Regions from separate parts of the Mus musculus genome. Here all the other regions are linked to region 2. A link is a contact called in public promoter capture Hi-C data. All regions are on one chromosome and are shown on one strand. Each heading gives the region's core, a stretch centred on a gene start, on an enhancer-like site or on the middle of the called end of the contact. The rest is flanking DNA. Distances are from core to core; before and after follow the strand shown. Region 1 holds the start of Elf5 (E74-like factor 5). Region 2 holds the start of Tcp11l1 (t-complex 11 like 1). Region 3 overlaps Abtb2 (ankyrin repeat and BTB (POZ) domain containing 2).

What was found. Promoter capture Hi-C pulls out the DNA fragments that hold promoters and counts their contacts.
Region 1: a contact with region 2 is called in a promoter capture Hi-C map of pre-B cells, with 2.7 times the contacts expected there. The contact joins the promoter of Elf5 here to the promoter of Tcp11l1 in region 2. A contact is called at or near these places in 1 of 39 promoter capture datasets (pre-B cells) and 1 of 9 other capture datasets (liver).
Region 3: a promoter capture Hi-C map of liver shows a contact between it and region 2, with 2.6 times the contacts expected there. The contact joins the enhancer-like site here to the promoter of Tcp11l1 in region 2. A contact is called at or near these places in 6 of 39 promoter capture datasets (the 3T3-L1 cell line, the HPC-7 cell line, hippocampal neurons and 2 more) and 1 of 9 other capture datasets (adipose tissue).

The regions. Positions count from the first base shown.
Region 1 is chr2:103,421,200-103,425,804 of GRCm38.p6, reverse strand. It overlaps Elf5 (E74-like factor 5), which reads right to left and starts at 1,737. Exons shown (of 7, transcript NM_010125.3): 1 at 1,617-1,737.
Region 2 is chr2:104,709,779-104,714,180 of GRCm38.p6, reverse strand. It overlaps Tcp11l1 (t-complex 11 like 1), which reads left to right and starts at 2,019. Exons shown (of 10, transcript NM_177190.5): 1 at 2,019-2,205. Gm6306 (predicted gene 6306) reads right to left here and starts at 3,874. Exons shown (of 1, transcript NR_166704.1): 1 at 1,278-3,874. It overlaps Pin1rt1 (protein (peptidyl-prolyl cis/trans isomerase) NIMA-interacting 1, retrogene 1), which reads left to right. Exons shown (of 2, transcript NM_001033768.2): 2 at 1-255.
Region 3 is chr2:103,576,226-103,580,403 of GRCm38.p6, reverse strand. The region is part of intron 1 of Abtb2 (ankyrin repeat and BTB (POZ) domain containing 2); the gene reads right to left. 8030431J09Rik (a long non-coding RNA gene) reads right to left here. Exons shown (of 2, transcript XR_866592.2): 1 at 1-4,178. Among named protein-coding and RNA genes, the nearest start is that of 8030431J09Rik, 6.2 kb to the right of the region's middle. Within about 2 kb of position 1,598, at least 47 of the 459 cell types and tissues checked have an H3K27ac peak or open chromatin away from gene starts, as enhancers often do. A contact at or near this core is called in liver, where this site is marked.

The DNA.
Region 1 (4,605 bases), core at 488-2,987, 1.3 Mb after region 2:
ACTTTTTCTTTCCTAACGCTCCACGACACCTGAATGCCCACTGCGGCAGAGCCTCACGGATAGGAAGTGTTACTTTCCCACCCTTCGGGGCTCTTTAAGAAGGGTGGCTGCAGAGGGCTCAGTGGGGGTTTCAACACTTGCAGCAGTGGAGGGCTTGTGGGTTGGGTTCTTGAGTATTTGTTCTGAAAGCAACCACTGCATTGTGGGAGCCAACTCGCCAGTGCCTTATTGAGCAATACTTCATTTTTCTTCAGCTCATTTAGGACTTCATTTGTTTGGTTTTTTTTTTAAGCTATATTTTTCTAAAACATCATAGAAGGAAGCTGTGGGCTTCGATCGGAAGATCACAAGTTTTAGGTTAAAGACGCAGAGAATGAGTGTTGTTTGCGGTAGTCACAAAGCAAGCGACGGAGGGCACAATTCCTGCCTAGCCTGCTGCAACCTCTGACTTTCTTGCAGGCGTGCTAAAAGTTTTGATTTTTTTCCCCATCCTGGTCTGCTAATCTGTAAGTACTCATGACCATCTCTGATAACCTACTTCCGAATCCTTAAAATGGACATCTCAACACACAGTCCGCTGAGCGTCCTGAGGATTTAATAAAATCAGTGAACATTGATTGAGTAGCTAAAAAGTTTCACTCTGAAGACTTTTGAGAAGAGGAGGCAACCAAACTGTAAAAGCTGCTGTCCCCAATACACTGAATCATAGAAAGACCCTTGCCGAGAGAATGAAGGCAGGAGAATGAAGCTTTCCGTGTGGATGAGCACGTGTAACAGCCTGGGTCTGAGTCTTTGGACTACCACACAAAACCATCTCTATAAATTACCGGGCCTTCTTGTGCCTCAGTTGCCCCATCTGTAAAATGGAGACTAAGTGCATAATGATCTAGGACCCCTATTCTGTCTTAAATTCTCCTACCTTAACGCAGATGCGGGAGAGCATGTGTTTCCAGTTGCTGCCAGTAGGGGGCAAATGCGCACAAACCCCTGAACGCATACAGACTGATAAGGTTTGAGAATACAGTGGAAAAAAACCCTAGCCACTTCTCTTCTGGAAGCACTCTGTCCTAAGGGGCTGTGGGAGGGCCAAATGAGATTCCTTTAAACTATTTTGTACAAACTCCTTAAAAAAACAAAAACAAAAACAAAAAAAGCCTTAAACAGTAAGAATACCATTCTCTGTATCAAGAGGGGCAGCTTGGTGAGCAGGCCCTCCAAAGAACTGAGGGGTGAGGCCAGGGTTGGGGGAGGTGGTGGGTTTTTCTTGAGCTGGCTATCCGTGCAGAATCCGGCTTCCTCCTAAAGGCAGCTAAAGGATGGGCAGAGATTTAAGCGCCTGTACACATTCTCTCAGCTGCCTTTGGTTTAGTGGAACCAGAGGAAGTGGGGGCCGGTGAAGAGGGTGGGTGGCCACCTTCCCGGAGGAGACAAAAAAAAATCTCTCCGGCAAGCCGTCAAACCTGAGTCAAACACCCCCGGAGGAGGCACTCTGGCTTCCTCACGGAGGGGCTGCCGTGGGAGCTGGAAACAGAGACTCAGTCCCAGGCCCCAGCTAAGTCTCTGAGCCCCGACACCCCCTTTCAATTCATTCAAAAGAGCAAAGAAAAGCTGCTTACGTGAAGACAAGTGGTGGCTAGGTCCAGACAGAAGGCTTTCAAGGCAAGAGAAGGCAAGCGCGCTCCCAGCACCAGCGGACTGTAGAAATAAAGGCACCTGTAGCCGTGTGATATAAGTGACACCTACAGACAGGTCCGTTTGGTTTTTCAGGTTTATGCACAGCCCCTTTGATGACGGTGACATACGGTGTGACACGGCTCCTCGGGGGTGGGGGGTGGTTTTCACATGCAGAAAGTTTACCTTTCTCCTGCTTTTGTGCCCAGCTCCCACCACCCACCGAGGGGACCCAGGAAATGAGCAGAGAATTCTTGCCCCCGGGGGGATAAGTGGAGTGCTGGCTGGAGCAGTCTCCGTTGAGCAAGCTGGAGGGAAGGAAATTCAGGCCTGGTGTCTGTTCATTGCAGCCTTTGCCTGGGCTGGCCAAGTCCCGAACCTCTGTATGTAGTGTTATCCCCTATTCTGTGCGTGTTAGGAAAGAAGAGCAGTGCCAAGAAGTGGTAAAGAATAAAGGTGCTTCAGGGATCAAATTCTGAGCCGGTCATTTTCTGGCTGCATTACTGTGAATAAGTTAATGAGCATATCCGGGATCCATCAGATTAATGCAATAATGGAATCTGTCCTTGGGTTGCTGGGAAGGCCATACTTGGTAATGTCAGCCAATCACCTGGAAGCCTGTCCTTGGGCGCTACATATTTCCTTCTATTGATCCTGGTGGGGACCTTCCGATCAGGGGGCAGGGAGAGAGTCAGGGAGCAGTGCTTTCACTGGCCTTTCCACTCTAAGCACCCAAAGGGCGCCATGTTTGAATACAGGAGCCATGTGACAGCTTTCCCCCTTTCCCAGTGTCCTCTGTTTTAGAAATGGCGATATGAAGGGATCGTGGAGCTGCAGTGTCAAACATCCAGAACAACACGGGGGCGGGGGGTCCTGATTGGCTTGCAAGCTGTCAGCTGTCTCACTGAGAACTACCCAGTTTTTAGGACATCTCTCAAATCTAAATGACGGCCTAGGCAGTCATCTGGGAGGAGTGTTCATAACCCCCTTTCGTGGGTTCCGTTCCTCTCTCAATCTCAGGCAGCCAAGACACCAAGGTGCTCAAACTGCAGACTCTGTGATCTTGAAGTGGAAAGCAGAGATTGACTGGTTGGTTAGGTTTTCTTGGGAACACTGGGCATAGGCACAAACACTCAAATCCAAACACCCGAACGGCGTGAAGAAACAAAAGGCAGTTCATGTGAGGAGTCATGTGTCATCATGGAAAAATAGTCGGGGCAAGATAAGTGGCCTGTTGAGGCTCTGGCTTGGCTCTGGGACCTTAGGTGGGAGAGCCAGCTTTTCTGGGTCAGAATTCTCCCAACAGTAATAGGAGAAAACGGGATTAAGTTATTTATTTATTTATTTAATCATTTTGTTGGATTTAACAGTGCCTTTAATCCCAACACTCAGGCGGCAGATATCTGTGGGTTTGAGGCCAGGTTGATTTACACAGTGAGTTTTAGGCTACCCAGGGTGATCCACACAATGAGACCCTGTATCACTAGGCATTTTTAAAACATGTTTTTTTTTTTTTTTTTTTTTTTAATGCATACTGGTATTCTGCCTACTTGTATCCTGTATGTGAGAGGGTCAGATCCTCTGGAACTGGAGTTACAGACGGTTGTGAGCTGCCACGTGGGTGCTGGGAATTGAACCTGGGTCCTCTGCAAGAGCAGCAAACTTTGAGCCATCTCTCCAGCCTCTCCTCTTTGCTTTTGGCACAGTCTATTGCTGAGCCTGATTTAGCTACACTAGCTGGGTTACAAGCTTCCAGGCTCCTCCTGACTCTGCCTCTCTAGTCCTGGGATTGCAGGCCTGCCCTGCTACACCTGGCTTTTTCTTTAATTTGGGTTCTAGAGATTGACTGAACTCAAGGCTTGGGGAGGGAAGTGCTTTATCCACAGCACCATCTCTCCAGCCCTTAGGCGGGAGTTTAAAAAGTGTCCTGTTTGAAGGTCGAGAGTTTAGAAGAGGGATTCAAGAAGAGCCCCAAAGCTTTTCTCTAAATCTTCTTGGTAAAATTTCGTCTGAACAAAAGTATCTGCACAGGACCAGAATCTGGAAATAACCGAATTCAGATGTCCTCACAGAAGTTTTAACATCTGTGACTTGTCCTGTTGAAGCCTGTTTTTTGGGGGACTCCTCTGTCCTGCACATGATTTTCTCTGCTGCTGAGCTTTGTCCCACCTCGTTACCAGTTTCTGAACCACACGCACGTGCGCACACGTGCGCGCGAGCACACACACACACACACACACACACACACACACACACACACACTGTCTTCCCAAGGAAAAGTGTCCAAGAAAAACGGGCTATTCTGCTACTGTCTTTAGAAAACAATATGTTTTTAGAAAACCAAAGCAGTTTTGGAGAATTTGCATTTTTTTCTATGACCCGAGTTTGGATGCTAGTGGTCCTGTTTTGCTTTGTGGTCCTGAGTACATAATGTAGCATCTCTGGGTGACTGCCTGGGGAATTAGAGGCTTCTGGACCAGTCGTTAAAAGGGATGATTAATATAAAACAAAAACAAAAGAGAACTTGCACTCTAAGCGTAAGCATCACATTTGATCTTAATTTGATTAGAATGGATGTTTGGATGATCTCAAACACTAAGCTATGGGAAAGCTTCACTATGCCTGTGGGTGAAGATGAGCTGTGGAAGTGGGAAGGGCAGGAACCAGGGGTGGTGGGGGAAGAACTGAGCTCATTTAGATTTCTCACTATTTTCCTTCCAGGTTCTCAGAGCGGCATTCCTGAAATTAGTCATTGCATCATTGTAGCAGAGTAGCTGAGAGGTGACTCTGGAAAGAGCCCCCTCGGGCTGTAATTACTGCTGTGCCATTTGGTGGCTGGATGAGCCTGAGAAACCCCTGAAACAGCTCTGCAATTGAGTGATCTTGATCTGTTTTCTTTCATTAATTATGTTCTGTGCAGACCTTCAACCCCGG
Region 2 (4,402 bases), core at 770-3,269:
CCCCCATTTGGGGGCTGTCCTAGCCAGGCTCCTGGGGGAATTGACTTCAGAAGGGCAATTGGGTTGGGGAGACCCCCAGGCTCAGGGGATCAGAGGTGACTTGATCCTCCAGGTCTCGGAGGCAGGCAGGAGGGCCTTTTTTCTTGTTAGTTATATGCTCCATTCCTCTGTTCAGTTGCAAAAAGCAGACACACAGCAACTCAGCCTCAAGATGCAATGCAGCACGCTATACACCTTCCATTAAAACTGGGACCGTTAAAAAATGTATAAATAAGTTCGTTAATAAAGCACTAAAAAGCAGTTAAATCATGTAGTGACATTTTTGAGAAATTCGGAATTTTAGTTTCTTTAAAATCACAAATACAGGGCTGGAGAGATGGCTCAGCAGTTAAGAGCACTGACTGCTCTTCCAAAGGACATGAGTTCAAATCCCAGCAACCACATGCATGGTTCACAACCATCTGTAATGAGATCTGATGCCCTCTTCTGGTGTGTCTGAAGACAGCTACAGTGTACCTATATAAAATAAGTAAATAAATCTTTAAAAACAAACAAGCCGGGCAGTGGTGGCGCACACCTTTAATCCCAGCACTTGGGAGGCAGAGGCAGGTGGATTTCTGAGTTCGATGCCAGCCTGGTCTACAAAGTGAGTTCCAGGACAGCCAGGGCTACACAGAGAAACCCTGTCTCCAAAAACCAAAAAAAGCCCAACAAAACCACAAATTTTAAAATGTGCTTTCATTTTAATCCCAGGTATAGGGATGGGGGAACTGCTTAGGACTGTCTGCAACAGCGGACAATGATTTGCCTCGAGCTCCAGCTCCGTTTTGCGAGCTGCAAATAGTTTCTATGATTGTGTGAGTTGGGAATTCTGGAAACTTTTCAGTGATATATAAACAGTAGGTGGGGCCCGGAGTTTACATATGCGGTTTGTTAGTAGTAGTGCTTAAAGAAAAAAAAAGAAAAAAAGAAAAAAGGAAAGAAATTAAATTCAGGGATCCCTTAGCCGGGCGTGGTGGTGCACGCCTTTAACCCCAGCACTTGGGAGACAGAGGCAGGTGGATTTCTGAGTTCGAGGCTAGCCTGGTCTACAGAGTGAGTTCCTGGACAGCCAGGACTATACAGAGAAACCCTGTCTCGAAAAACCAAATCAATCAATCAAGAATCCCTCTCCCACCCCCACCCCCTCTGTCCTCTGTCTCTCCCCTCTATGCTTATTTCTCTTCGGTCTAGTGTTAGAGGGGGAAGGAGTGGGGGAGGAGAATCTACAAAGTAGCAAAGATTCCTATCTTTTATTTAAGATAGAGACAGATGACAAAGTATTTCTGTTAGTGAAGTTAGCTATTATAGCGCCCCAGGCTTGGAGTGGGGTGATGTTTTTGTTGGCTTAATTTTTTTTTTCTTGTACAACAATGATCATGCCCGCCCCAACTTTATGGACCCAGGGACATGATATTTAGGGGAAATGATCTTCCTTTCTGGAACGCAACTTCTCCAAGGGCTGAGCTAGGGAACCGCTGCTCTCGCCTCTTTTCATATCAAGCTGAAGCCTCGGTCACCCAAACACTTCGAAGGGACCGCTCAAGCCAGGGCTCAGAATCCAAAAGGAGCCTGTGAGTGTGTGGGTGTCCAAAATGAAGGCAAGGGAGTGAGATTGGCCTGGTTGATGGAATATTCAGTTTTCAAAGTCCTGGCAGGGAAAGTAGCTTCTAAGGCGCCCTGCGCTTTACCACACTTTTAACTGCGCGCCATCGCCTCCGCTTTTGCCCAACCTCAACATGGCGCCTCCCTGTGCGGCCGGAGCGACTTCGAGCCGGGGGCCACCGCACTCCCTCGGCCGCCCCCCTCCCCGGGCCCGCATCAGCCTTTCCACACAAAAACGTAGTGAAGCTCAGCTCCGAGCGCCAGATTCCCGAGCCCCTTGGTGACAGCGGGAGAGCCGGCCGCCGGTCCGTACAGGAGCATGGCGCCGCCCACGCTGGGCAGGCGCATCCCGCCTCCCCCGCCCCGCACTGAGCGCGGCCGGCGCTGCCCACCGACGCGGGGCACAGAGGACGGCCCGCAGCTCGGGGAGAGCCAGGCGCCCCGGCGGGGGTCGAGGCCCAGGCGCCCAGGCCGGCGCGCATCGCTCCCCCCCTTTCGCGTCGCGGACCCCGCGGTACTCGCAGCCGGAGTGACCCTGGGTGGTCGCCGACGCCGCGGCAGGTGAGCGGGGCAGAGGCCGGCGGGCCGGCCCGGGATCCACCGGGCGAAAGCGCTCCGGTTTCTGGACCTCTCCCAGCCGGTCGGGTCCCGAGGATGCAGGGTGGAGCGAGGAGGAGAACAGGGATGGGTGAGGCCCACCCTCCAGGCCGGACTCCCCGGCGCGCCCCTGCCCTCGCCGACCGAAACAGCTGTTTACGACGAAATCTGAACGCGGTTCCCGGCGCCGGGGGTCAGAGATCTTTTCTTTTCGCTTGAAAGACCCTTTCTGGAGGATTCTTTTGTGTTCAGCTTGGGCCGGCGTGCAGCTCCGACAGATGCCGGTCCCCGTGCCAGGATCCTCCCCCTCGGTTTCCTGGTTAGGTACCATAGGGTTTTATGATTGTTGAGTGAATGAATGAGAGCAATTAAATAGCACCCCCCCCCCCATAATCCTACTACTCTTTAATTATAGCTGCCAGTGTGGAATGGTGGTGGTGTGGCAGTCTGTGGCCGCAGGGTACCCTTATGCAGGAAACCAGGAGGCACTTAACTGTAGAAAACTGAAGCCACAGTAAAGACACAGAATGAGACCTCAGTAGTGATGGGGGAATAGGACATTTTAAGAAAAATGGGCCACTTTTACTGAAGTTATTGTCACTTTTAAACCACAGGTTCAGTGCTACCCAAAACACCTTGAACAACCCCTCCTAACAGTGACATCACACAGATGACACAGGGTTTTATGTCTGTCAACAAATGAGTATCTGTTTGCCGGGCTTGGGGGCTTAGGGGTATACTAATAGAGCATTTATGGAGAATATGATTGATCTTGGCTCTTGAGAAGTTCAAAATCTAGACAAAGCTTTTCATTTCATTTTTAGAGTACAAATTAGCGCTTTCCCCACCAGACCCCCAATTCCTCTTTCCATCTTTGCTTACTGCCACTTTTCCATTTCAGGCACCACTGGCTTTTCTGCTGGAGGAATGAAAACCCCCCTCCTTTCACCCCTACCCCGACGTTATAACTTGGTGAAATTCTACTCCTTTCAAAGACAGGTCACATGTCATCTTTTCTGGGAAAGTTTTCTCAGCTTCCTCCTCTTCAGAATAGCAGCGTCATGCTAATTTGAGTTTCATTGTGGCTCCTTGCAAGCATGCCTGTCCGTCTCTGATTAGATTGTTTTCAGCTTCCTATCCCTATTGGAATAATCATATTTTGACTGGAATTAAAGGCAGTGATGGATGCCAGCTGTCTCACAATCAGCCTTGCAGGACTTTGGAGAAAGATGTAAACATTCATAAGGTTGAAGGAAGAGCCCTGGGAGGAGACAGGACCTGAACAGGGTCTTGGGGGGACAGGGACAGTCTTTTGTGACTCAAGGCATCTTGCCTTTCCTCTTCTCTGTATCCAGTGAATGACTTCCTCTGGACAGCTCCCTGGTGTTTGAAGAGGATAAAATTAGATGTTTTGTTTCTTATAGAATCTGTAGGTAATGAACATTGGATCTGTTGCACTTCCAAACGCTAGTAGGATTTAAGACAATGGAGAAATGGGTTTTGGAAGGAAAAGTTGGGCAGGGAGTGGTGGCACATGGCTTTCTGGGATTGAAAGCCCCAGGAGCTGAGGTGGGCAGCTCTTCTTATGAGTTCGGGGGCTGTATGGTGAGTCCTAGGCTAGCTAGAAAGTACATGGGGTGGGGGGTGTGGAGGCTGGTCTTCCCAAGGTCCTGAGTTCAAATCCCAGCAACCACGTGGTGGCTCACAACCACCTGTAATGAGATCTGACGCCCTCTTCTGGTGTGTCTGAAGTCAGCTACAATGTTAATAAATAAATCTAAAAAAAAAAAAAAGTACAAAGAGGGACCCTGGCTCCCCAAAACAGAGGCAGAGGCAGGTGCCTGTAGCCAGGGTTGTGAGATCTTGTTTCAAAAGGAAAGAAAAGAAAAGAAAAGAAAAGAAAAGAAACTTAAGCACGTAAGGGGGGTTATTTTTGGCCCACAGCCCAGCAGGAGCATGAGGTAGCTGGGCATGTCACATTCATGGTCAAGAAATAGCAACAAAGTCGTCTAGTGCACAGTCCCTTTCTATGGAACTGTTGTTAGGCCAGAACCCAGCCCAGGAAATGGTGCTGCCCAAGGGTGGGGAGAGTCTTCCCACCTCGGTGAACGAAATCAAGGAAACCAATCAAGGGGCTCTCCAGCACCCCCATGAACTGAGC
Region 3 (4,178 bases), core at 349-2,848, 1.1 Mb after region 2:
GTTGATTAAGCAGCATGACCTCAGCACTGCCGTTCCAGATCTAACTTTGCCCTTCCCAGGTAAGCCCAGCACTCCAGGCTTCTCTTGGAGCTCTCTGGGGAGCTCTGTGGATGAGGAGCGATCCAAGCATCATAGCTAAGGAGTGAAGGAAAGCCATCAGCCTGGGTGGGGCAGAAACAAGCACTCCAGAACAGTGATGCTCTGCCCACTAATAATAGCTAATGTCTGAGTGCTAGCCGTGTACCAGACGTTCCCAAGCACTCTTCCCACACCATCTGAGCCCTTTTCCACACCATTTCCTTCGGAGTTTCTGAAGGAAGGCCCTTATATTAGTCACAGACACATATATTTTTAAGCTCTCCAGGTGATGATAACATGAATCTACTGCTGGGAATTAATGAAAGAGCTACTTGATGAGAACTGTGATATCCCCGTTTAATAGCAGAGGAAAATTGAGACAACAGATGGTCAGGCAGTGGCAACCATAAGGTCCCATCCATAACTACCCTATGCCCCCACCTTCTGAAGAGCAGGCCCTTGGATATACACAGTATCCTATGAACATTCTTTCAATATCAATTCCTGACTCACTCATGACTGACTTGCAAGAATCCAAAGCTGCCTGAACATGGGTTATAGTTTTTTCCAGAAGTGAAGAACATGTATGCAAAGTTCCAAGTAGTTCACAGAACTAGTGGACCTAATTAAACAGACCACGTGTTAATGACTGAAAACAGTAGAGCTGATCACCTTTGTGTAGGCTATTGGCCATCTACAAAGGAGCTTCTTTAGGCTAACAACTGAACATGTTAAATAGAAATTAACCCTCTCTTGCCCAAGTCCTGACCAGTCTTGTTGGGCTATGCCTCTGGAAAAACAAATGAGTACAGCTATTCAATCTATTACACGATTGAGAAAGTATAAGGTGGCCTTGCCTCCTACCCAGCTTCTTACTTACTATCTCTGTAGATTACATCTGGGACAAACAACCAAATCTACACTTAAGTCTCTGGCTTAGTCCTGCCCCTTCAATACTTTAGTGAAGCCTGGCCCATAAGCCTTACCGTCGTCACTCAGTTTTTCCTCTCTTAACTCACATACCAAACTGTAGGTAAATACCATTGGCTCTGACCATACACACATCCACGACCAACCTGTCCAAGTCCCACCCTCACTTTGTCTAAGTTCCTCCCTCTTTTACCTCAATGATTGCAAACCCCTCTTCCTTGATCATCTCACTTCTACACTTGATACTAAAGTCCATTCCCAACAGGGCAGAGAGAATAACCGTCTTAAACTGCAAATGGAATCGTGTCAATCAGCTCAAGTTCATCACAGCACACTCAGCCTTAAAGACATGGCGCTGTTATGCAATAACACTGTGTTGTTTCGTCTTCTCCTTCCTTCTGCTCCATGAGGAACCCAACCACGCTCATCTCCGTGCGGTCTACAGCAACCAGGAACAGTTCCTTGTTATTCCCTCTACTGGGAGCTGCTTTCTCCAGCCATGAGGGCCCTTACTGTGGCTCCTCCATTGTGCCTCCTGTCTTCACTTTCAGCCATGCTCCCCGGAACACTGCCCAGTCCACACAAAGTCTTCAGTAAATATTTGCTGAACAAATGATGCACCGCAAACTGAACTTTCCTCCTAGCTCCTAACCCAGAGTCCCTACGCACTGTAATCTCCTCAGAGACTAGCTAAATAGACAATATCATCTGTGAGACTTTACAAAGGTCCCATGATAGGGGAATATTCTGATGATTCTCAGGGCAGCTCTACCCCGGGGCCTTGTATTACACTCCTGTATTGAATCCCAGCATAGTTCTGGCTTGTCCTGCTTGCCCTGGGAGGATTAAGTCCAAAAGAACAGCTGTGAGCAATTTGCTTTCCAATTTTGTCTCCGTGTATAACTTGATCTACCCAGCTCTGAGATGAAGACCAAACCACCAGGTCCCCAGTTCATACATAGGGACCCCTGCCTTATCTGGAACACTTCATTGACTTTCCTTAGGATTTGAGAGGTGGATAGGGAAGAGAAGGGCACAAGCTTGTTTAATCTCGCCTCTCAGCCTAACCTCCCAAGTCCTGCTCAAACTCTGGGACTGAGGAGAGAAGTTAAAGCCTGCACACCTCAGGACAACAAGCTCTGCATCTTGGCTTTTTAGAACTCCTGGCCTCCTGTCATCCTCAGTGACTCTCATTTCCCCTCCTTTTTGAAAAATCAGGCCTGCCAACCCCAACAAACAGCATTTAAAAATATCGTGCTGGCTTGTGCAGCACTGCCTTCTACATTCCTCACAATGCCTATCTGTGTCCCAAGTAGGACAGAGAAGGGTGTAGAGTATTTATTTTTTCCTAGCTTCTCCCCTACTATAAATACCCTAGTCTGGGTAGGCAGGCTTCAAACACCAGCTGTATGAAGTCACCTCGGGGCTGGACCTCACCACAGTGCTGGCCTGCCAGGGCCTGGACACAGCTGTCAAGCAGTTTATGTCAGCCAGAAGTACATAGAACTCATCCTTCTGGGAGAAGGCGAAGCAAAACCTAAGTGTAACAATCACAGCAAATGCTAATGTTAAAAAGATGGCGTCTAGTCTCACCAGCCCACAGCCTGCTTCAGCCAGGACTTTTTCTTTCCTCAGGATACTAATTACAGGGGTCAATCCCAGGGAACTGATTTCACAGAGTTCTTGTGGGGTCCAGAAAATTTCCAGAGACAGAATGGCCCCCAGAGACTCTAGTCCAACCTCCTCATACCACAGAGATCCAAAAACTGGGGTGATTCACTCCAGTCACAGAGAGGGCAAGCTCCTGTCCAGAACTTTCTCAATCCAAGTCTATAGTTCTCTGTGCTGAATTGTTCTAGACACTGTTGTATACAGTTTGCTTAGTATGTAAACATCAACTTATAGCTTTCCTCATAATGAGATCAGAAAATACTGATCTCATACTTTAGAAGGGTTATACCAAAAAGTTGTCCCCAAAAAGGGCTAGGGTGTAGCTTGATGGAAGAGCACAGGCCCTGGGCTGGACCCAGCGCTTGAAAAACAAGCTTTCAACAAAAGCTTTTGTTGGGATGGTTATCCTGTCTCACACTCCTAGAGGTTCAGTTTCATCTCTCCCTGGAATCAGGTTTCTATTGCCAGGACTTCCAAGTTCAGTCTCCCTACTTAAATTTTGTCCTCATGAAACTCTTCTTAGCTAACATTTAGAAAGAAAGACCTTCAAATCATTAACTACATATGAGTCTATCTGTAGTTCTGCAATATCCTCATGAAATTTATCATTTTCAAGTGACAAGAAAATTTCTTCAGCACACTGAGGTCAGGAAAAGGACACACACACACCCACCCCTAAGGTGTTAGCCAACCTAGTATGATCTCTGCATTTTGCTGTCAGGGCTCTACTAAACTCTAGGGAGTCCAACCCAGATGAAGATGAATTATAAAATGCTTCTATGATCTCAAGCATGTAACACAAAAATCTTTACTAATATTTTAGAAACACATCAACAAGAGCTAGAAAAGAACTCCACATCAAAAATGAGCTGTCAGCTGCTAAGCCCTATACTGGAAATTGAGCACACCAAGTTAGACCTGAAGTCAACAAAGAGGAGTAAGACCCTTTTAGCTCATCTTGTTTGAGGCTGTTCCTTACTTCCATAGTGTAGAATTCTGCAAGAATAAACTCAGTAGTCTACTTTAAAAAGTTTACCACTCACAACCTTTATTACGTACAGGGATCACTTTAGCCCAGTGAACTAATCAAGTCGGAAGCCAAGTTCAACAAGAGAAGTGGGGCTCTCCCTTTAGTTCAAGTTTGCTCATTTAAAAGTCTTGTATTACTTTCACAGCTACAACAGCAGACGGGTGCATTTTTGAGGTCAAACTTTCAATCAACAAGAAGGGTAACAGGAGGTCTGGGTTGTGGTTAGGATGAGCAGCAGAGCAGACACACTCCATTTCTGAATTATAAAAATAAGTTTTGGAAAACTCTTCATCCAACACTTTGGCAGCCTTCTTCACATCTGGATAAAAGATGTGAGTTGTTGAGTTTTTTTTTTTTAAACTTTTTTCCTGTGTTATCTCCTCTACTCTTCCTTGTTTTGTAGCTGAGCCTCCCAGCCAACCAGGTTCACTTGCTGTCATGCAAAAATGCATGCATTGATTGGCTTGTA